Linked DNA regions of Mus musculus: regions 1, 2, 4, 5, 6 and 7 are each linked to region 3. A link is a contact called in public promoter capture Hi-C data. All regions are on one chromosome and are shown on one strand. Each heading gives the region's core, a stretch centred on a gene start, on an enhancer-like site or on the middle of the called end of the contact. The rest is flanking DNA. Distances are from core to core; before and after follow the strand shown. Region 1 holds the start of Ints2 (integrator complex subunit 2). Region 2 holds the start of Tubd1 (tubulin, delta 1). Region 3 holds the start of Synrg (synergin, gamma). Region 4 holds the start of Cltc (clathrin, heavy polypeptide (Hc)). Region 5 holds the start of Vmp1 (vacuole membrane protein 1). Region 6 holds the start of Med13 (mediator complex subunit 13). Region 7 holds the start of Brip1os (BRCA1 interacting protein C-terminal helicase 1, opposite strand).

Evidence for each region. Promoter capture Hi-C pulls out the DNA fragments that hold promoters and counts their contacts. Capture Hi-C pulls out chosen DNA fragments and counts their contacts.
Region 1: a promoter capture Hi-C map of hippocampal neurons shows a contact between it and region 3, with 2.9 times the contacts expected there. The contact joins the promoter of Ints2 here to the promoter of Synrg in region 3. A contact is called at or near these places in 2 of 39 promoter capture datasets (hippocampal neurons and liver) and 1 of 9 other capture datasets (liver).
Region 2: a contact with region 3 is called in a promoter capture Hi-C map of hippocampal neurons, with 2.7 times the contacts expected there. The contact joins the promoter of Tubd1 here to the promoter of Synrg in region 3. A contact is called at or near these places in 2 of 39 promoter capture datasets (hippocampal neurons and liver).
Region 4: a promoter capture Hi-C map of pre-B cells shows a contact between it and region 3, with 2.9 times the contacts expected there. The contact joins the promoter of Cltc here to the promoter of Synrg in region 3. A contact is called at or near these places in 3 of 39 promoter capture datasets (hippocampal neurons, liver and pre-B cells) and 1 of 115 datasets of contacts at active chromatin or transcription factors (astrocytes).
Region 5: a promoter capture Hi-C map of liver shows a contact between it and region 3, with 3 times the contacts expected there. The contact joins the promoter of Vmp1 here to the promoter of Synrg in region 3. A contact is called at or near these places in 3 of 39 promoter capture datasets (hippocampal neurons and liver).
Region 6: a promoter capture Hi-C map of hippocampal neurons shows a contact between it and region 3, with 2.7 times the contacts expected there. The contact joins the promoter of Med13 here to the promoter of Synrg in region 3. A contact is called at or near these places in 3 of 39 promoter capture datasets (hematopoietic stem and progenitor cells, hippocampal neurons and liver).
Region 7: a contact with region 3 is called in a promoter capture Hi-C map of liver, with 4 times the contacts expected there. The contact joins the promoter of Brip1os here to the promoter of Synrg in region 3. A contact is called at or near these places in 2 of 39 promoter capture datasets (hippocampal neurons and liver), 1 of 115 datasets of contacts at active chromatin or transcription factors (astrocytes) and 1 of 9 other capture datasets (liver).

Annotation. Positions count from the first base shown.
Region 1 is chr11:86,256,314-86,259,013 of GRCm38.p6, reverse strand. Ints2 (integrator complex subunit 2) reads left to right here and starts at 1,420. Exons shown (of 25, transcript NM_027421.3): 1 at 1,420-1,810; 2 at 2,685-2,700. The coding sequence starts at 2,696. All of the region lies in intron 2 of Brip1os (BRCA1 interacting protein C-terminal helicase 1, opposite strand), which reads right to left.
Region 2 is chr11:86,543,560-86,546,263 of GRCm38.p6, reverse strand. Tubd1 (tubulin, delta 1) reads right to left here and starts at 1,273. Exons shown (of 9, transcript NM_019756.3): 1 at 1,034-1,273. Rps6kb1 (ribosomal protein S6 kinase, polypeptide 1) reads left to right here and starts at 1,457. Exons shown (of 15, transcript NM_001114334.2): 1 at 1,457-1,698. The coding sequence starts at 1,558.
Region 3 is chr11:83,962,959-83,965,795 of GRCm38.p6, reverse strand. Synrg (synergin, gamma) reads right to left here and starts at 1,365. Exons shown (of 20, transcript NM_194341.2): 1 at 1,250-1,365. The coding sequence starts at 1,320. Ddx52 (DExD box helicase 52) reads right to left here. Exons shown (of 15, transcript NM_030096.2): 15 at 2,708-2,837.
Region 4 is chr11:86,756,262-86,759,116 of GRCm38.p6, reverse strand. Cltc (clathrin, heavy polypeptide (Hc)) reads left to right here and starts at 1,550. Exons shown (of 32, transcript NM_001003908.2): 1 at 1,550-1,869. The coding sequence starts at 1,828. Gm42085 (a long non-coding RNA gene) reads right to left here and starts at 1,404. Exons shown (of 3, transcript XR_880101.3): 1 at 1,241-1,404.
Region 5 is chr11:86,682,495-86,685,194 of GRCm38.p6, reverse strand. Vmp1 (vacuole membrane protein 1) reads left to right here and starts at 1,359. Exons shown (of 12, transcript NM_029478.6): 1 at 1,359-1,455. Ptrh2 (peptidyl-tRNA hydrolase 2) reads right to left here and starts at 1,121. Exons shown (of 2, transcript NM_001098810.3): 1 at 1,072-1,121.
Region 6 is chr11:86,355,986-86,358,884 of GRCm38.p6, reverse strand. Med13 (mediator complex subunit 13) reads left to right here and starts at 1,289. Exons shown (of 30, transcript NM_001080931.2): 1 at 1,289-1,425. The coding sequence starts at 1,360.
Region 7 is chr11:86,199,956-86,202,713 of GRCm38.p6, reverse strand. It overlaps Brip1os (BRCA1 interacting protein C-terminal helicase 1, opposite strand), which reads right to left and starts at 1,354. Exons shown (of 7, transcript NR_130959.1): 1 at 1,162-1,354. It overlaps Brip1 (BRCA1 interacting protein C-terminal helicase 1), which reads left to right and starts at 1,521. Exons shown (of 20, transcript NM_178309.2): 1 at 1,521-1,605.

The DNA of each region.
Region 1 (2,700 bases), core at 171-2,670, 2.3 Mb before region 3:
ATCTCATTATGGATGGTTGTGAGCCACCATGTGGTTGCTGGGATTTAAACTCAGGACCTTCGGAAGAGCAGTCAGTGCTCTTAACCGCTGAGCCATCTCTCCAGCCCAAAAGCTGCATTTTAATAAAATAGTTCAGAGGCTTGACAGATGGCACAGCATGCCAGGTGTTGGTCGCTGAGCCAGATGACATGAATTCAAGTCCCAGGACATACATGGTGGAAGGAGAAAATGAGCTTCCATGAGTTATTCTTTTTTCTCACAAGTAAACACATGCACAAATGTCACACACACACACACACACACACACACACACACACACACACACACACACAAACGCGCGCGCGCGCGCGCAAGGTCATGCAAACCTTGGGTGAACCAGGAACAACAACCACAACAAAAAACGTAAGCTGGTGAAGATGGCACAATCCTATAATTCCACAATTTGAAAGGCTGAAGCAGAAGTTCAGAGCAGCCTGGACTACATAGTGTGGCGCTGTCTCCAGAACATTTATTATGAGATAAATAGACTTGCAATTTTTAAGATGGTGAGACTTTAGTTTTGATTTTCTTTCACAAGTGCCACATATAATATTGAGAAGGTTCCACTGAATTCGTTCCTAAAATTCACTCTTGAATAGGATTTTTGTAACCTCGAGACCCGAGAAAGCTACCAAACATAGAGCCTCTAGTATGAGCCCTGGGCAGACAGAGGGGTTGTGTCAAGTACCAGTCATCCTTGTCTACATAATGAACTCCAGGCCAACAAGGACCACATATACCTTGTCTGAAAAACAAAACCAACCTCGAATGCAAGCCGGAAGTGGTAGCATGCGCTTATAATTTGGGTACACACCATAAAACTAAATAATGAAAAGTTATTACACTTTGGCCTTAGTGTATAGACTTATGATTAATTACTTTTTTTTTTTTTTTTCGACACATGGTTTCTCTGTGTAGCCCTGGCTGTCCTGGAACTCACTCTGTAGACCAAGCTGGCCTCGAACTCAGAGATCCGCCTGCCTCTGCCTCCCAAGTGCTGGGATTAAAGGCGTGCGCCACCACTGCCCGGCTTCATTACTTTTAAAATTCCCCTACACACAGGTCTTGGGATTCTAGAACTTTCTAGACCGCACCGGCAGGGGTTTAAAGGAGGCTGCAATCGGGTTCCATTAGGCAAATTTCTGTGGAGGAACAGAGCGGACAACTTTTGCCATTTAATACATTATTGTTATTTAAATGTCGCGATAATTGGTTCGGGGGTCGGGATTTCGCTCTGACCGTTTAGGAACTCATCTGACAAGGTTCCAAGAGAAAAGCTCTGGAAAACAAGAAAGTGTAACACTCCACGCTTTCGGAAGCGGGGAGGGCGGTGACGGAGGAAGGGGCGGGCCTGCGCATGCGCAGAGCGGCCCTAAGCTGGCTTTTCTTATCGCCGCCGACGTCTTCTCAGTGCTGTACGGTGGCCGGCGCGTGCCAGAAGCTTGGGATGAATGGAGGTGCAGGGTGCAGGTTGAACTAAGTCTCTGCTTTCCCCTCTCTCCTGGTTGCTTCTCCCTTTTTTTTCCCTTTCCTTTTTACTTTTTTTTTTTTTTTTGCAGTGTCCCCATTCTGATTCTCGCTCTGTCGACGGCACTGTTGGTGCCAGCGTCAGAGTTCTTGGTGCCTGAGTCGACTCCGGGCATTGCCGGGGTTTGGGGATCTGGATAATCACCTAGGCCCAACTTCGGACCGCGCTCTCCATTTCTGCCTCGTCTGGCTCTCGGAGGCGGAATCCGAGTGGGTCCCTTGAGGCTGGAGGGTTGATCTTAAGGTATGAAGCGTCGGCTTCTCGGGCCCAAGTGCCGCTTTGTCTGAAGTCCGCCTGACTCTTCGCAGCCCGGGTCACTCGATTCTCATTGCTGCCTGGCAGAGACCCCTGAGTCCTGTCACCTCTGCCTTGAGCTTACTCTACTGTTAAAAGACCAGCGCTTACTATTGAAACAGCAGCATTTCTGCCTACGATTCTTTGTCCACAGCTCTGCTAGGGAGTAGGTCTTAAGACTGAGTGGTCTCTGTTAACTGTTCCATGTCACCTCTCTTTTCTGCTACCTTTTGAAAATTTACTCAAAACCACAGTGCCCAAGTGAGACTCTCTTTAACTCCTTCAGCTGACTGTACATACACATCTACCTCTATAACAATAGGGGTACGGAATAGCGTTGTGGCTTTCAGAACCATGCCTCTGACATTACTTTTGGCCCGTGAGATGATTTACCAGTGTTTCCATGTAGTTGGGAGGTAGAAAGAGAAGCCCAACTGATATTTATATTTATCTGGTAGGCTTGTAAAATGAAAGAGATCTGGCTGCAGCCGTTCATTTTCTCTCCATATTTCATGGAACTCATGTAATGGGCATAATGAGGGAAGTCTTGGCTGTGTTCAGGGTAGGAGGGTTCACTGGGACACAAAGTATTAGAGCAAATGATCTCTAAATTGAGAAGAAACATTAATCTGCAGTTTTCCTTCTTATCTTCCAGATGTCAGTAGAAACATAGAGACAGAAACCTGAGCTTTAATTGTGCCAACAACATTGCCAATGCAAGGACCTACTAAGTATTTAGTATACTTTGTTAGATTTTAAAGAAGGTTGTCATATATGTGGGAAGTAGATACCGATTTTCATTTTGTTGTTTTGGACTCCTTAGGATCGAGAGCGATGAC
Region 2 (2,704 bases), core at 24-2,523, 2.6 Mb before region 3:
TTCAGAGAGAGAGAGAGAGAGAGGGAGAGAGAGAGAGAGAGCTGGATGCCCTCATCTCCTGTGCATTTGCATAAGTGCTCACATTCACACACATGTGCATATATACTCACACACATAAATAATCTAAAGGAAATATGATCCTGAAGGAATTCTTTGTATACATTTCACACTACATGGACATCAGAAGTTAGCTCAACAATAGAACATTCAATAACATTAATTTTCTGTTTTCTCACCAACCGTCTTCTGGCCCGGAAAGCACAGTTAAGATCAATAAGCCCAGTCATGGTGGCTATACCTTTAATTCCAGTACTCAAGAGACAGAGGTAGGCAGATCTCTGAGTTTGAGGACACAGAGAGTTCCAGGACAGCCAGGGCCACATAAAGAAATCCTGTCTCTGAAAACCAAAAACCAAACCAACTAGCATAAAGTTGGATCCAGGCATAGTGGTGCAAGCCTTTCAACCCAACAACACTTGGGAGGCTGAGGCAGACCGATCTCTGTGAGTTTGCACCTACACAGTGCGTTCCAGGACAGCCAGAGCTACATAGCGAGATCGTGTCTCGGAAAGAAAAGAAAGAAAAACAAAGTTGGAGCTTAGAGAAAGACCAGATAAAATATGAAACTAAATCTTTATTATTTTTAAACGACGTTGTTTGTTTTTAGACAACATCTCTCTATGTAGCCCAGTTACGCCTGAAACTGTCTAATTAGTCTGGGCTGACTTGAAACACATGATCCTTCTGCCTCAGCCTCTCGGAGAACAGGGACTATTTTAAAAAGAGTATTTTTGATAAGTGCTTCACATCAAGTCTATGTAGCCCCGGAAAGGAGCAGAGGCTTGTGAACCAGATTTTCAACTTAACGTCTAAGACTGCATTGTAGGTAATTCTATTCTCACTTTACAGTTAAGGAAATTGAGTTACCGAAGGGTTATGTAACTTTTCCAAGCCACTGAATTAGCAAATAGCAAAGACAAGAGTCTCTCTTTGCCTTTCTTCCCTATCAGCTCCCCGGTAACCCCACACTCACTGACAGCTCTGCGACCGGCAGTTTCAGTTCGGTTCAAACTTCAGAAGACCAACCCTCTCACTACGCGCATGCTCACTTTCAATACTTTAAAAAAAAAAACTACTTAGAACAAATAAATGCGCTCGCTCCTTATGCGAAGAGCTCTGCTGAGGGCTTGTCTTTTTTCGACCCTCGTTTCCCTTCTTCTATTTAGGAAGGCTAATCACGCATGTTCAATTTCAATTTATCAACTTCAGATATGGTACGCATGCTCCGTGTCCGGCAAACGCCTTAGACAGAAACGCGCAAGCTGTACTTTCCCGGCTTGGCTTCGGACGGTGTTCTGCGCATGCTCCTGCCAGTACCTGGCCCCGGGAGCTAATGCTACGCATGTCCGCTGCCCACTGTATGGCTTCAGAAGACTTTGTACGCATGCGCCGGAGCTGAACTTGAGGAGCCAGTCTGGGGCCTAGGCGCAGACGCATTGAGCTTAAGCAGCCGGTGATGGCGGCAGCAGCCGTGGAGTCTGCGGCGGGTCCGGGCCCATGAGGCGACGACGGAGGCGGGACGGCTTTTACCTAGCGCCTGACTTCCGACACAGGGAAGCTGAGGACATGGCAGGAGTGTTTGACATAGACCTGGACCAGCCAGAAGATGCAGGCTCTGAGGATGAGCTGGAGGAGGGGGTGAGGCCCGGGGTCCCCGGGGTATGGGCGGCGGGGTGGGGGGGCAGCGGCGAGGTGACAGGGCCGGGGTGGCGGCGTGGGCCCGGGAAGCCTGGTGTGCCCGAGGGCGTGGAGACCCGGGGGGGACGCGAGCGGTCTCCGGGAGGAGCTGAGGCGCCGCGCGGCCGAGTCGGGGAGCGGGCGGGCGGGCGGACGGACCTGGCCCTAGGTGTGAGGCCTCTGCGGGGCGCGCAGGTGCAGGGCTCGCCCTGATCCCTAGCTGAGCGCTGCCCCGGAGCAATGTGTTTCTGGAGCGCCGAGGAGAAAAGGCGCGCGGTCGGCTTCTGGAGCTGTGGGGCTTGAGTGCGGCCCGGGTGGTGTGAGCGTGTGCTGGGGGTGGGGAGGGCCGATCTTGTTGGGGTGTCCCCCTTAGTGCAGGTGAGATGCGGAAGGGTTTCCCTGTGGAGTGTAAGATTGCAAGCCTTAAATCTTCAGACTCCCCACAACCACCTCTCTTCTCGGCCTGTCGCTTCTCTCCTAGGAAGCGCTCAGCTGTTAGAAGTGACAGCTGAAAACTTCTGTCGGGAGTAGCACTGCTGTGACAGCCACCAGGAGTTTTATTTCGGGAGCAAGGGGGCTCTGCTGCATCTTCCAGGGTTTGTTTGTTTGCCTTTTATTTTTAACCCCCCTTCCGTGTGACTTTTTAAAGGAAAAAAAAACCCCCATTCATAACGACACACGGCATTTGTAAGTTAATTCCCTTCAAGTTGAAGATGTCTATATTTTTTTTTCAGAATAATTTATGTAATTGTAGGGTGGGAAAAAAAGCGTTGACAGCTGTGATTTGTCTCGCCAAAAATAAATTGCTTGAACCGAGACTTGTGAATAGTGGTGTGAGGGTTTTCCTTGCTGAAGTTTAAATTTAGAGTCGCTTTTCTAGTGCACATCTTGGCTTTACCTTTGCTGTCCTAGTAGTTTGTTATTTATGTATACCATTTTTTCTACAGTAATACTTACTGAAACGTAC
Region 3 (2,837 bases), core at 116-2,615:
AAAATACTACAAACCAAACTGAGCAACACACTGAATTTTTCTGTGCCCAGGGGGTCTTCCTTTTTTTTTTTTTTGAAAACATTTGTGCCTAAAACATGAAATTCTTTGAAAATTTCTAGGACTGGTCCCATTATTACTCATACATTTGATTAGATTAATAGAATGCCACTTTAGAAATTGTCATCCTGTATATATTCTGCAGGCAAAAGCAATTTCTAATGCTCACTAATGAAAGACCCCAACGAAACAGTGACAAAACCAGAGGAGGAAGGAAAATGTTTTAAGTTTAAAGTCAAAGACTGTAGAGGAAGCAGAAAACCTGGCCACACACCGTTGCTTTATTCAAGTGACTGCTTTTTTTCCTTCCGTGAATGAGTGTGTGTGTGTGTATTCACAATATGCACCTGAAGGAGACGGTTACTTTAAAATCTTTTACACATTTGAAGTGTAGGTGATTCCAAAATTAAACTATACATTAAAAAAAAAACCCAAATACTTCGCTTTCCAAAGATAACTTAGGATATTTAAAAATAAAAGCTAATTTTATCTCGGAATGTGTGTGCTATATGTCAGCTAATTAAATAAACACAAACTGAGTCATGATAGAAAGGGGAGCAGACTTTCTGGAATCAAACATTTTGTCAAATGAAAATGAACTTGAGTTACAAACACCCCTTTACCATTCTGGATACAGGGAGCATAGCCTAAAAATTATCTGAAATAGAACAAAGAGCAGATTTTTATTTTTAAAAGGAGCTCAATAAAGTCTGGAAGCTTTTGTTTTAAGAGGAGCATACTGCTCTTGGTCAGTGAATTTTCTTTGTTTCAAAATGTCTATTTTAAAAGGAGTCAGACAAATGTTTTTTTCTACTAAACGGGCTTTATCTCAAGACAATTACTAATTCAAAGGTCTTCAGATTTTTCTATTTGTATGTGAAGAAAAGAAAAAAGGACTGGACAGGACGCTCTATGAGAGGAAAGACAGTACTGTACAGTCTTAAAACGGTTCCTCCAGCTTTGCGACTAGACCGTCACAGCCTTCGCTCCGACAGCAGCTCGAGCCCAGCAAGCCTAGCAGGGACTCGCGGGCGCTCGAGGCCCCGCGGCAGGTGCGGTGGCGCCTGCACCCGAGCGCGCTCCCCGCGGGTCCCCAGGACGCTCGCGCCCCGCAACCGCCGCCCCTGCGCCCGGCCCCACCTGCCCACCCCGCCGACCATGGCTGCCCACTCCGCCCGCCCCGCCGACCCACCTGCCTGCCCCGCCGGGCCCCGCGCCCGCCCCCGCCGCGCCGCTGGCTCCGGCTCCCGGCCGCAGCGCCATCTTGCTCGGGGCCGCCGCCGCGCCAGCAGCTGTCAGCCGAAGACAGGCACTTCCGGGGCAGACACCGCCCCACCAAGTCGGGGCCGACGACGGGGCGGGGCTGCGCGCCCACGTGACTTCATGGCCCCCGGGCACGAGCGGCGCGCCCCGGTGGCATTCTGCAGGAGACACAGCACTGCGGCTGGTGTAGTTAGTTTGCAAACCCGGATCTGCACTAATGCACACAGTAGGTCCTGATATAACCAGATGATGGAACACAGGTGCTTTTCTGCTGTTCCTTTACACAGCAGTCGGATCCTAGAGGGCCTTTACAGCTGTTTCCCTTGGCACTCTCTCTTCAGCATCTATTACAGACACTGACAGTACCTTTTACTTAAGTCAATCTAGAGCATACATGGACCCAATACACACGAAGAGGATATCCTCCAAGGTGCCCTACTCATGTGGTCGGTTTTGCCATAGTGAGGCACCGTGAGCACATGCTGAACCTACACAGGGTATTTTTACTTTGACACCTCCAACCCTAACCAAGCTACCTGGAAGTAAAATGTGTTGAAAGTAAGTTTGTTAAGCTCTTAGATAATGGATCAATCACAACCAGTCCCTGCCACTTCTTGCCTTACAGCTTTCGCTGAGACAATTATAATAGGTTATTAGTTTACTAGACCAGTTTTATGTGCATTTAATAGTCTGATGTCCCTGAGTTATTACTGCTATTTTAGAAATGAGAAAAAAAAATCTTGAAAGAAGTTCTTGTAATATGCTCAGATCTTGGAGCTGCAGTGTGTCCACACCAATATGTCCTCAAAGTCCTTGGTCCTTTAACTAGGACCACGCCCACTATTTGTGAGATCTGTTTTCCTTGTTTGGTCTTGTTTACTATTTCACTTTTCCTCTTCCCTGGTCAAAGCTAGCATTTATATAGGAGAGTCCTTACTGATATGTATAGGAGTTTAAATCCATTCCTGACCCTTTTTTTAAAAAAAAAGCTGATACAAGTTTTGTAGCTACTTCATGGACTGGGTGGTTGCTCAGAAAAAATAAAGAGAAAATAACTGAATGGGGATTATCAACACGATCTGTTACCATCTCTATCTGCATCCGTCCAAGGACACTCCCCACCTGTGTTAAGAGTCTTGTTAGGATGCTTTGAGATCACAGCCCCATACCACATAATCGTTTCTATACTTCATCACTGCCGTTAGTTGCTAAAGAGTGGTGCTGTTAGCATACAAAGCTTCAGACACAGAGATAGGCACTTTTACTCTTAAAACACAGGAAAAGCTGAAGGTCTAAAATGAAAATGCAGCCGCAATGGTTTCAAGTGTATACCCACTTCAGGATATACACTGACTCAACTCTCTGCAAGAACAAAACAATTACAAACTTTTAGTTTTTATTCTCTAGAGCAGTTTATTTAAATGAAGCCTGATTTTTTTTTTAAATCTTTATCCCATCTATTCAATATCAGTCTCATGTCTGTATTCTCAGCAGTAAAGGGGCTGAAACAGGAGGAT
Region 4 (2,855 bases), core at 301-2,800, 2.8 Mb before region 3:
GAAAGTGCAATTCTATTAAGCTACTGACATTTCTGTAATAAAACAGTAACTCCCTTAGGATTTTAATTTAAAATTTGCCCACCTCTAGAAAAGGACAAAGTCTTATGAAAACAATCTTTTCAAACATTGCAGGACAGGGCACATTCAAGTGCTTAAGTGAAATTATGTAAACACAAAACATCCTAAATATGGTGGCAAGGCTCTTCTTCAAGGGTCTGTTGTCTGCCTTCTCACTTGCCTGGTTCTCCTCTCAGCCCAGATATGAAAGGCAGTATTTGGGGGGAATACTAAACGCAACTGAAATGACTAAGCAGATTTCTCTAAGCAAAACCGCTTACGCAAAATTATTGTACACCCAGTGGTTGTCTTATGTTCTTTAGGTTGAAAGGGGCATTGAAAGTAATTTCCTCAAGAACTTTCAGGGGGATTAAGACGAACTATGTGGAAATGAACTCTCTAAATCTTCCTTATATTGGTGCTATTGTGAGACATTACACCTTACACTTTAGCAAGAGCTCTGGGGCGGCTATTAATCGCTAATGAATGCTGCAGATAGCTTACTGCTGTAGGAAGGCAAGGTGCTCCGGTTTTGAAGGGCTTATTACATCGCCCACCCTGTAACTACAGGTAATGGTCCTACTACCATGTATGACTAACAGTCAATCCCTCAGCTCCAAGACAGCCCCTGAGGTTTCTTTCCCTAGCCATCCTTTGATCTACATCTTTTAAGCTTTTTCCTGTGGCCGAACCCTCCAGTTCTCGAAGGCCAAACTGATCTCTACACTAGGCTGATCTAAGTCCACCAAAATGTCCGCGGAAGCGCTCTCCAGGGGCCAGCAGGAGATTCTTCTCCCATGGCCTTCCCTGTCCTTTGAGATGGTTTATCTGAGGATCTCGAGGAGCCATCCGGCTCTCCTGGCGTCAGAAGGGCGTGCGTCAGGGCAAGGAAGCTTGCAGCTCAGTACGGTCCCCCTCCCTGAGGTGTCAGCAACCACCCACTGCGCGAAACCAGGCGGGGGAGGCGCGCCGCAGCCAGCCGCCCGAGGAGCTCTGCGGCGGGGCCGTTTCCCTTAGTCACCGCGGCACCCACGCCGCGGCCTTCTCCTCAGGCACTCGGTGTCCTCACGCCCAGGCCGCCACGCCGGCAGGGGGCTCAACCGCCACCTCCTCCCCAGGAGCAGCGGCCAGTATCTTGCCTCTCGCCCTCCACTCTGGCAGCCTTCAACCGACCCTTCCCTACCCGCATCACGTGCACCGGGAAGTGCGTGGGTGGGTCTTACAGCGCCTACGGAAATGACGTAGTTCGCCCCGAGTCGCATGATGTGGCAAAATGTTAAAAAAAAAAAAAAGTGGGAGGGGGGAGGGGAGAAGGGAGAAACCGGAGCCTGGGGAAAGTGATGAGTCTAGAAAAAGTAGTCCCTCGGTTCCTCTGTTTCCCCGCAGCCGCATCAGCGAAGAGCGCTCCGCGCACTGCGTCCCTGAATCCCTACGCCCGACCGCGGCGCGGCGTCTGTGGAAGGCTACATAAGGCGGACGGCGTGAGGAGACTGGGCGGAGTTCTGCCTCGGGATCCTTCCGCAGGGCTCAGCCGTTTCCGGAGTCTGCGCTGCTCCCGGTTCCGCCATTGCGGCTCTCCCGGCCCCTGGAGCCTCCGCCCCCGACCCAAGCTCTCTCGTCTGCCTGCCAGTTCCCTGCGTCCCCGGAGAGTATCCCTCTGAGCCCAGCCTCCCCTCCCCTTCCCCGTCTCCTCCTCTCCCTTGGAGAGCCCGGGCAGGCACTGCCCTGCAGCCCCAGTGACAGGAGGAGACCATACTCCCCGACAGCGCCATGGCCCAGATTCTGCCCATTCGCTTTCAGGAGCATCTCCAGGTACGTGTGAGTCGGGGCTGCTGAGGGACTTTTCGAGGGTCGTGGGAAGGAAGAAGCTAGCGGCCTGGCCCGAAAGGGATCGAGAGAAGGGGAGTGGGGGGTGTCGGTATTTGGCATAGGTGGAGGAAGGACAGTGTCTTAAAAGCTTAAAGGGTTAAATGATATGAGACTAGGATGGAAATGACGAATCGGAGTGCAAAGGGCGGCGAGGCCAGGCCTTACGTCTGACGACCTCTTATTCTGCTTCCTGGATTGCAAGAACTGCGCATACCAGACCCCCCTTCCCATTTTACTCAGTTCATTCATTTGGGTAGGGGCTAGGTGGGGGAGCTTCTCGCGCGTTTCTCCCAGAGCAAGATTTCTCGTTAACCCTGAGCGACGCGGGGCTGTCACCTTCCCTTGGTCTATTCCCATTTCTACATCGAGTCTGCACCCAGGAATTGTGTGGCGGGTGGGTTGGGGAGGAGCTGCATCCTCCCTCTGCAGCTCACCACTGAGAAAGGCACCTTGGGGTTAGGGTAGCAGTGGCTCGTGGCTTGCCTTCCCTGAATCTATAAGGAACCGAAGGTCACACTCACTGAAGGAACAGAAAGAAGATAGAGGGGCGGCAAGGGGCGGTGTCAGTCTCGGTGCCTGGGGTCAAGGTCCCAAGGGGAACGCGCATATTTTTCCTTTCTTGGTTTCTTCAGAGGGTTAGTGTAGCTCTTAGGCTCACTTTGATTCTTGCAGGTAGGGAGAGTTATTTAGAGGTTATTTATGGCCTTTTGGAATTTAGCAGGTAGTTGTGGGATTACGGCAGGAGTATGTCTCACAGGACTGCGTGGAATTCATCAGAGCCGGGTTTAAGTGCATACCTGCTCTGTGTCAGTACCTAACAAGTTGATCTGTAACTGGCTCCTTTTTAATAGTCTGGGGCGTCCCCCCTCCGCCCCCCACTGCACCTTATCCTGGAGTCAATACACCATTGTCTAACCTGGCAACCTGCC
Region 5 (2,700 bases), core at 110-2,609, 2.7 Mb before region 3:
AGAACCAGACAGGCTGTCATTGCTACCACAGTTCTTTCTTTTTGTGTTTCATTCTTGAGTTTTGTGCACCACTCCCTGCTGACTTTTAAAACTTTAAACCTTCCTCTGAGTTATTTAACTCAACTTCCACCCACTGCTCACCTGACCTTTCTCACAGTTTGCAGTCTCCTAAGCAAAACTACCTATTTGCCTGGAAATATGGATAATATTACACACACGTACATAGTTGGCCCTTCTGTCTGTCCCTATGCTGTCCAATGTGGTAGAGATTAGTGTCACAGAGCAACATATGGCTAAATATTCTTGATCTGCCTTTTCCTGGAAACGGCAACTATGCCTTTGTTTCCAAAGGCTATTACTGACCACCTTGCAACCATGTCTTACTTCAGAGGGTTGTTATGACCAACTTATGTTCACTTTCCGCTGCTATTAACACTGTTTATATGCCAAATCCCCCATTTGGAAACCAATACTCCTGAACTATAAAAATCCTTATTTTCCCCATGTCCAGTGCTGATCTCTTGAACACTGCCTTTTGGGAGAAATAGTCCGTGTAAACGAATAATAATAATAAAAAGTTTGCTTTAATTAATCTGGCCATGATTTGGGTCAGTGGTCTTCCACTTCGAATCCATGAGATTAACAATAGCTTCAGAGTAGAGCGCTTTGCTCACCATGCACAACGTGCATGCACCGCAATACCAATAAATAAAAATACTTTTGAATCCATCTTTAGAATTCTTTTCCTTTTCCAAGCTGGGCTCAACAATTCGAAGACGGATATTTAAAATGTATAGTGTGAGGCCTGTTCTCCATTTTTTTCACGCTAGGGTAGCGTATCAATGCCACCTCTAAGAGGAGGTGTTGCCAGCGACTAAAATTCTGGGTTCTATCTTGGCTTCTTCCAAAGGTTTGCAGAGTAGGCAAGGCAGGCAGCAGCCACGGGGCGGAAGACAATTTATGAAGTAGCTAGGGGGAGGCCGACCGTGGGGTAAGATGATAAGATGCTTTTCAGTAGAGCCATTAAGAACTACACTCCTCTGCACCGTCCTAGAAGGAGTCGAGACTTACCTGGAGCTCGTCTCGCTCACCTCGCAGGTCTCCAAGCCAGAACAAGGAACACGCTTCGCGCGCGCCACCTACTCCTTCCGGGTTTCCTGAAAAACTAGTTCCGGATCAGAAACTACGAAGCGCAGTCATCCTTCTTCTTGTCACACCCACAGAGCCCGAACCGAGAAAGCCGAACCGAAATCCCGCGAGGAACCTCCCGGTGGCCGAAAGGAGGGGGTGGGGGTGGGGGAACGTTTCTCTTTTGGAGGCGGGCTCCTTAAAGGAGCCGGACCGGAAGTGACGCGAGCGAGTTCCGGTTGGCTGGAGCCCAGCGGCGGGTGTGAGAGTCGGTGTTGTGAGCCGCTTCCAGGATCCTGCGATCCGGAGAAGCCGGGGTCTGAGCGGGTAGGTGAGCGAAAGCGGGGAGTCCGGAGCCCAAGCCGAGCTTTCCCACAGCTCGGCCGCTTCCGCAGCTCCCGCACTTGGGTGATGCAGACGCAGAACACGCTGGTTTCCACTTGAGATGGCTCAGGTCACTGCTGACTGGCTGTGTCAGCTGGCGGTGGCCAGGTTATGTGGGACACCTCTCCGCGCTTGGTTACCGGGACATTGAACCCAGACACTCGCGACAGTTCGTTCCAGACCTGGAAGCCGGCTTTGGCTTTCTCAGAGAACCTCACTCCCGAGCTGTCCAGAGCCTTGGGTTAAATGAAGAGGGTCTTCGCTGCTGCTGATTCTCAGGACCTTTCAATGGGTTTTTCTCCTCCCGGGCCACTAGCGCAGTATGCTAAGTATATCTCCGAGAAACGAAGGTATTCGGGTGTACCGACAGTGCAGAGTAGTCAAAGGAAGGGGTCATTACCTCTCAGAGTTATTGCTGTGGACCCACTCAGCTTTTCCTAGGACTGTCATTTAAAAAAAAAAAAAAAAAAAAAAAAAAGAGGGCTCTCCGCTTTTTCCAAAACCTTGATCCCCAACATTTTTATTTCCCCGCAGTGGAAGTACTTGCAGCAAGATAGGGACTTAAAGGTCTTTACGATTCCAAACAGTGTATGGGCTTAGCGGGTTAGGCAGCTATGGGTTGCTTATGACCTCCAGTTGATTTTATGTAAACATCTTTTGCTTTTCTACTCCAGCAAAGAATCCAGGAATGCATAGATCGGCTGTGTATGTGTCTATTGGCAATGTCATTCCTTACCTTTCAGTTCTTTCTTGACGCTTGTGAGAGGTTTCGTAGACAGATTGATCATTTAGAGAACCTTTTCCAGTGTTTCTCTTGGCCTAATGAAGAATTTAATTCCAACTGTTTTAGTTCATTTTTTGAGATGGGGTTTCTCTGTGTAGCCCCGGCTGTTCTGGAACTTGCTCTGTAGACCAGGTCCACCTGCCTCTGCCTCCCGAGTGCTGGGTCCGGCTATATTCCAGCTGTTATTGTCTGAGAATTGTGTTGTCCTTGGGTCTGATTTTAGGGAAGAAGCTTATTTACTACGCTGTATTTTTGTATTGGAGGTGATGTTTTTGTTGACCTTTGGGAGAAAGATGCTGGCGTACCAGACACATGATCAGTTGGAGTAGATGCAAAGTGATTCTGAAGTGGGAATCTCTTCTGCTTAACTTATTTGCCTAGGTTATCTAAAACACAGATGCATT
Region 6 (2,899 bases), core at 40-2,539, 2.4 Mb before region 3:
AGTCACAAAGAGGTAAAAGACTGGCTCCAGCTTCGAATCCTGAACAGCAGGACTTTATTTCTAGTTCATTAACCACAAGACCATATCGTTTCATTTTTTTTACCTCTTTATTATAACTTAAAAAGAGAGGGCGAGGCTGGTGTCTATCCAGCTCTCATTCTTTAGCCCTAGAGTTCTGCGATGTACCCCGGCGGCCTTATGGAGTGAATGAGAATGCATTGGAACGTCTTTCTTTTTCTTTTCTTTTTTCTTTTTCTCTCTCTCTCTCTCTTTTTTTTTTTTTTTTGCCAACTTTCTCTTCCAAAGAATTTGAACTGATTTCCAAGTAATTCTCGATTTTGAAGTGAACCTTCCTGCGCTGCTGCACTTTCCCCAGCCAGCAGAAAGCTAGGGCCAAGACTCGGGTCATCTTAACCGGGGCATCCAGCAGATGGCGCCATGTTAGTAGCCACCAGCTGGCCGCCCGGTCCCCGGGGCTCCGAAAGCTTCCCTGCCCTCCCTCACCGCCTTCTCTCTCCCCCCTCCCTACGGAGCCCGGCCCACGTGACCTCGCGGCGGCCAATGGGCGAGCAGAGAGGGCGAGCTGGTCCCTGTGGCCGCCATTAAAGCGAAGGGAAAACCCGTGAATTCGGATTAAAGGGGGAAAAACACCGCCCGCTGGGCCCACAAAATGGGGGAGACTACGGCGTCCAGGCGGTGAGGCGGCAGGAGAGCAGACGTTAGGCAGGCTTGGCCCAGGGACAACACGAGGACACAGCCGGAGAATGGACTGAGCCCACAGACGCCGCCACCACCTCCGCCGCTGAGGAGACTCTGGGCTTAAGGACATCGCCGCTGCCGGGCCGGGGGCCCGGGGTGCTCTGCCGGTCCTCGCCCTTCCCGCCCCTCCGCGGGCGTCCCCGGGCCGCGGAGAACCCTCCCGGGCTTCTGGGCTCGGCCCGCTCGGACTCGGGCTCTGACTATTTATCGTGTACCTGATTGTTATTATTATTTTTTTGTTTTTCGTTTTTTTTTCTCTTTTCTTCTTTTAAATCTTTTTTTATTTTTCTGGTGGAAGGGACAGACATCCCTTCCCCTCCTCTCCGGAGAGGGACGCGCGTCCGCGGGCTCCGCAGTCCCGGCGGCCGGCCGAGCGCGGCGCGGCCCTCCCGCCTGCGGCCTCGGCCCCGGGCGGCTGGGTGCCTCCGGGCGGCGGGGGCCGCGGCGGCGCCGGGGGGCGGCGGGGAGGGCGGGCGGCCCGGCGGCCTCCTCCCCACCGCCCCCCGCCCTCCCCGGTGTCTGTGTTTCTCTCTCTGGTCGGAGGCGGCGGTAATGGCGGATGGTGGGTTGTGGCGCCGGCGGCGGCTGCTGTGAGGGACGATGAGTTCCTCCTTCGTGTCGAACGGGGCCAGCCTGGAAGATTGTCACTGTAACCTCTTCTGCCTGGTGAGTGCGGGGGCCGCGGGCGGTGGGGGAGGGGGCCGCGCCGTGCGCCCTTGGGCCGTGGGGGAGGGGGTCTGGGTCGCATCCAGATGCCGGTGTCCCCCGGCTAGGCCCCGCCGGAGTCGGCCTCCTCCGAGGCTCTGCGGCCGCCCCGGGAGGCAGCGTCCGCTCACCTACCGACCGGGGCTCTGCTGGGAAGAGGCTTGTCTTTCCCCCCACCCCCTCGGTCTTTCTCCTCCTCCTGTCTTGTTTTGGACTCTTTTCCCCATCCTAGTCTTTTCCTTAACTTGGGCTGCTTATCTGCCCGGATAGTAATATTTTCTTGTGTGCTTCTTGCTTCCCCGCCTCCCCGCCCCCCGCCCCTTGTATCGAACAGTGTATCCCTTTTCCACACTTTCCACGATTGCCCCTGCTCGACTGCCTTTAAGCTCGCTTTTCCCTTGTAAGTGGGCTTCTCTTAAACAGGACCCCCCCAAAAACTTACGTATTAAAACCCTCTTCGTTTTGTAAGTTAAACTAATACAGGGGTAGTGTCCTTATGGGTGACTTCAGATCTTTGTGTAAAAACAGTGTGTGCCGGTTCATATGTTTTCTTTTTAAACTTTGAAAACATTTTGCCATTTTGACAATTTCTAGCCATCTTGCTTTTATTAGAACATTATGTTTTTGTGAGAGTGGAGGGGCAAGTGGAGGAGGTACTGTGGTTTCGCACTAAACGTTCTATATTTGTCTGTTTTGCTTACGTTTTAAGAATGTTTTGAGCTGGCTGTTCCTTTTATTGAACTGAAAAGTCTGGGGCAGCTGGAATTAGGGATGTTCTAGTACGTGTATGTAGGTCGGCCCAAATCGGATAACACTCAAGAGTTAAGACTTTTGTCAAAAGTACCAACTGTTGCAAATATCTAGTCCTGAATTAAACGATAGCCGAGCTTCCTGAATGACTAAGTTAGAGTGACTTTTTTCATTTTTCGTGTGCTCTGAGAAATATTAAGTCTATCATAGGTAAGTGAATTAAGTGGGTGGAGCATAACTAGTTGGCAAGCATAAACTGCCAGTCATGTATCAGCAGTTTCATTTTTGGCACCTTATGCTTTCTGTCACTAAGTTAGAATAAGGAATTACTGAATTTCCTTTGTTGAATCTCTTTCACGATGTGGTAAATGGGGATCTTCAGCACACTTACGTCTTACAGATTAGACTGGTTTTCTTGACATGTCCATTAATCAGCATCTCGTCACATGTAGTAAGATGTACAGCAGGTTTAACGTTTCTGTCTTCCCCAACTGGATCTATTTTTGGCACTTTGGGTTTTTTTTTTTTTTTTTTTTTTTGAAGCTAGATTAGCACAAATCTGACAGCTCTTTGGAAGTGGTTCTTTCCTTGGAGCTGTGTGCTTGTGGAGAATTAACAGGCTTTTTTTTTTTTTCCTTAAGAAAAAAAAAATTCAGATGGTTTTCGTATTAGAGCCATGACTTCT
Region 7 (2,758 bases), core at 105-2,604, 2.2 Mb before region 3:
TGATGGGAGAAGTGATTCAATTAAGTTAATTAGACCTTGTGGATTCTCAGAAAATGAGGGGTTATGAGTTTTCCAGTTATATAAGTCATTGGAGGAAAACGGCCAATACTGAAAGGCTGATGACCTTGTTCATCCGGGGACCATAGGCCGGGAGGGGCAGAATATGGGCACCCTCAGGAGTTGCCTCCACTGTCTCTGAGTCTCCTGAGCAGGTCCCTCTGACCTGGGGAGGGAGGAGGATGGCGAGTCCCCCTGATTCTCCAGGCGGAATGGGCGGGGCCAAAGGCCCTGCAGCTTGAGCTGCATGAGGAGAGAGAGAGAGAGAGAGAGAGAGAGAGAGAGAGAGAGAGAGAGAGAGAGAGAGGATAAAGGGGAGGGAGATAAAGAAGAAGATCAGTATCCGTGGTGGGGAGAACATCTTTCTTGGGCCTATCCTGAAGGGCGAAGATTGGCACAGCCATTGGTCCTGAAGAGGAACCGGGCGAACACAAGGAGGGGGATCGGTGACTAAATCTTCCCACACTATGATATATGGGACCTGATTAGGGTGGCTCTTCGAGCCAGCACCAAAAATGCACCTCTTGACGGACAATATAAGAGGCAGTGAGAAAGAACCCTCAGGAGGCCATCCAATCTGAAAGGTGGGCCACTCTGACGAGCAAAAAGTAAACCATTTATTTTTCTTCACATTTACTGAGAGATTGTGAGCTCTAGTCTTAACCTCCCTCCAATGTTCTAGAGTAAAACTCGGAGGGGTGGAAGGTCAGTGTCCCATTCTGTCCAAAAATAACGTCAGTCCCAGTCCACACACAAAAAGAAAAACAGAAAGTAAAATACCAACGCGCCCCTGCCACGAGCGCCACAGAAGATACACTGAATAACTTGGTAGTGGTCTCTTTGCCACTGACCCCCAGATGAAGTCGAGCCCTCCCGGATCTCGCGGATCGGATCCGACTTCCCACTCTGAGAGTCTGGAGCGTCCTCCAGGACTCTTCGTTACCGCAGCGTTAAGGTCGCTTCTGGCAACCCCCGGCAGACAACTCCTTTGCAAACCGAAACCAAACTGACTTGCAGCCGACTCAAAATAGAGGGAACAGACGGAATAGACGCGCGGAATAGACGCACGCCAAGGGCGGACACAAAGAGACACAGCCGCGGTACCTGCTCGAACAATCCTCCGGTCTCCTGTCACTGGACCCGCCAGCAGGACGATTCCCGGTCAATGCACCAAATGTAAGACCCGTCTAACGCCCATTTTGTGCTTCTTAAAGTCTCACAGTACAAGAATTTTTTTTTTTCCTTCAAGCAAATGTGCGGAACTTGTCCCAGTCTTTTTCGCGGGGTGGGGTTTGGGGGAGGGGCGGTGCTCGTCTTCCGGTCCCGCCAAGTACTCGAGGGTTGATTTTACTTCGCGGGCTCCCATTGGGCGGTATAGCGTTGGCCTCGTACGATGATTGGCTGTTTCCTTTTCCGGTCTGGCTGTGTGATTGGCTGACTGGGAACCGAGGGGCGGGAGGCGCGAATTCATCTGTGTGGCGCTGCGGAGTGCAGCCTGGAGAGGGAGGAGTGGCTGTACCTTGGTACCTGGCAGCGTCGGAACAGCCGGTGAGGGAGGACTTTCGTACTCGCGAGCTTTCCTTGTAGGTCGGCTCCGCGTTGCCTTCTGTCAAACGTCAGCCGTTCCTTTTCTCTGGGAGCGGGAGCCAGCCGTGGGCAAATGGAAAGGAGGGCGCGGGGAGGGGACGGGCTCCTGCAGGCTGGCGCCGGCGGGCTCTCGGGCTCTATGGTGTGGCTCCCCGTGGACATGTGAGAACTAGGAGCTTGGGGAAGGAAAGCTGAGGGCCAGGGAGCCTGTCCTTACATTCTGTGAACGCAGGCTGGAGGTAGCCCCAGCTTCCGCGGTACTTCTGGAAGGGCTACAGATTTGTTAACCCGCCCCCCCCCCCCCCTTCTCTTAAAGAGACAGGGTCTCACCCTCCAGCTCTGGCTGGGCTGGAACTCGGAGTGCAGACCTGGCTGCCCTCGATCGATCGTACAGAGATCCACCAGAGATTGTTGGGGGCCAGAAGAATTGCGCCACCACATCCGGAAGTGTGATTGTCTGATGAGTTTTGAGAGGAATGTTGCCACAGCTTCAGGCATAGATTGCCATCTCGATTAATTTTAGTAACACAATATTGAGTTTTTGCTTCAGAATAAGCTGTTAGAGTCCATTAAACCTCAGAGGTTTACAGATAAAAATCAGTGATTGGATACTTTTTCTAACAATATCTTTTATTTATTCTTTGATAGTTTATGCATATATACAAAGTATCTTGACCTATCCCCAGTACATCCTTCACACTGCTTCGGGACCCCTTCACACGCCCCTCCCACCCAATGAGTCCAATTAGTACTGCCTGATGGGATGTTGACAGGTCTCCTTGGCTTGATTTTATGCAGGTCTTGTCTGACAGAACAATATTTAGAAATGAAAAATAACTTAAGAGTGGTGGGTTTTTTGGAGCACAGAAGCTGTGGTTAAAGTTATTGACTTCATGACCTGTTGTACCTTCTGTCTTAACCATCTCCATTCACAGACTGAGTTTACCAGATTTTCTCACCACTGTCGAAATTCTTCAGTCAATAAAAGTGTCTGGGAGGTTAGGTGATGCAAACAGTGGGATTTAAATCTATTTTGTTTCAATTATAATCTCCTGATTTCAGAATTACTGAGCTGACTCAGCAGGTAAAGGACTCAACCGAGCTAGCAGTGTTT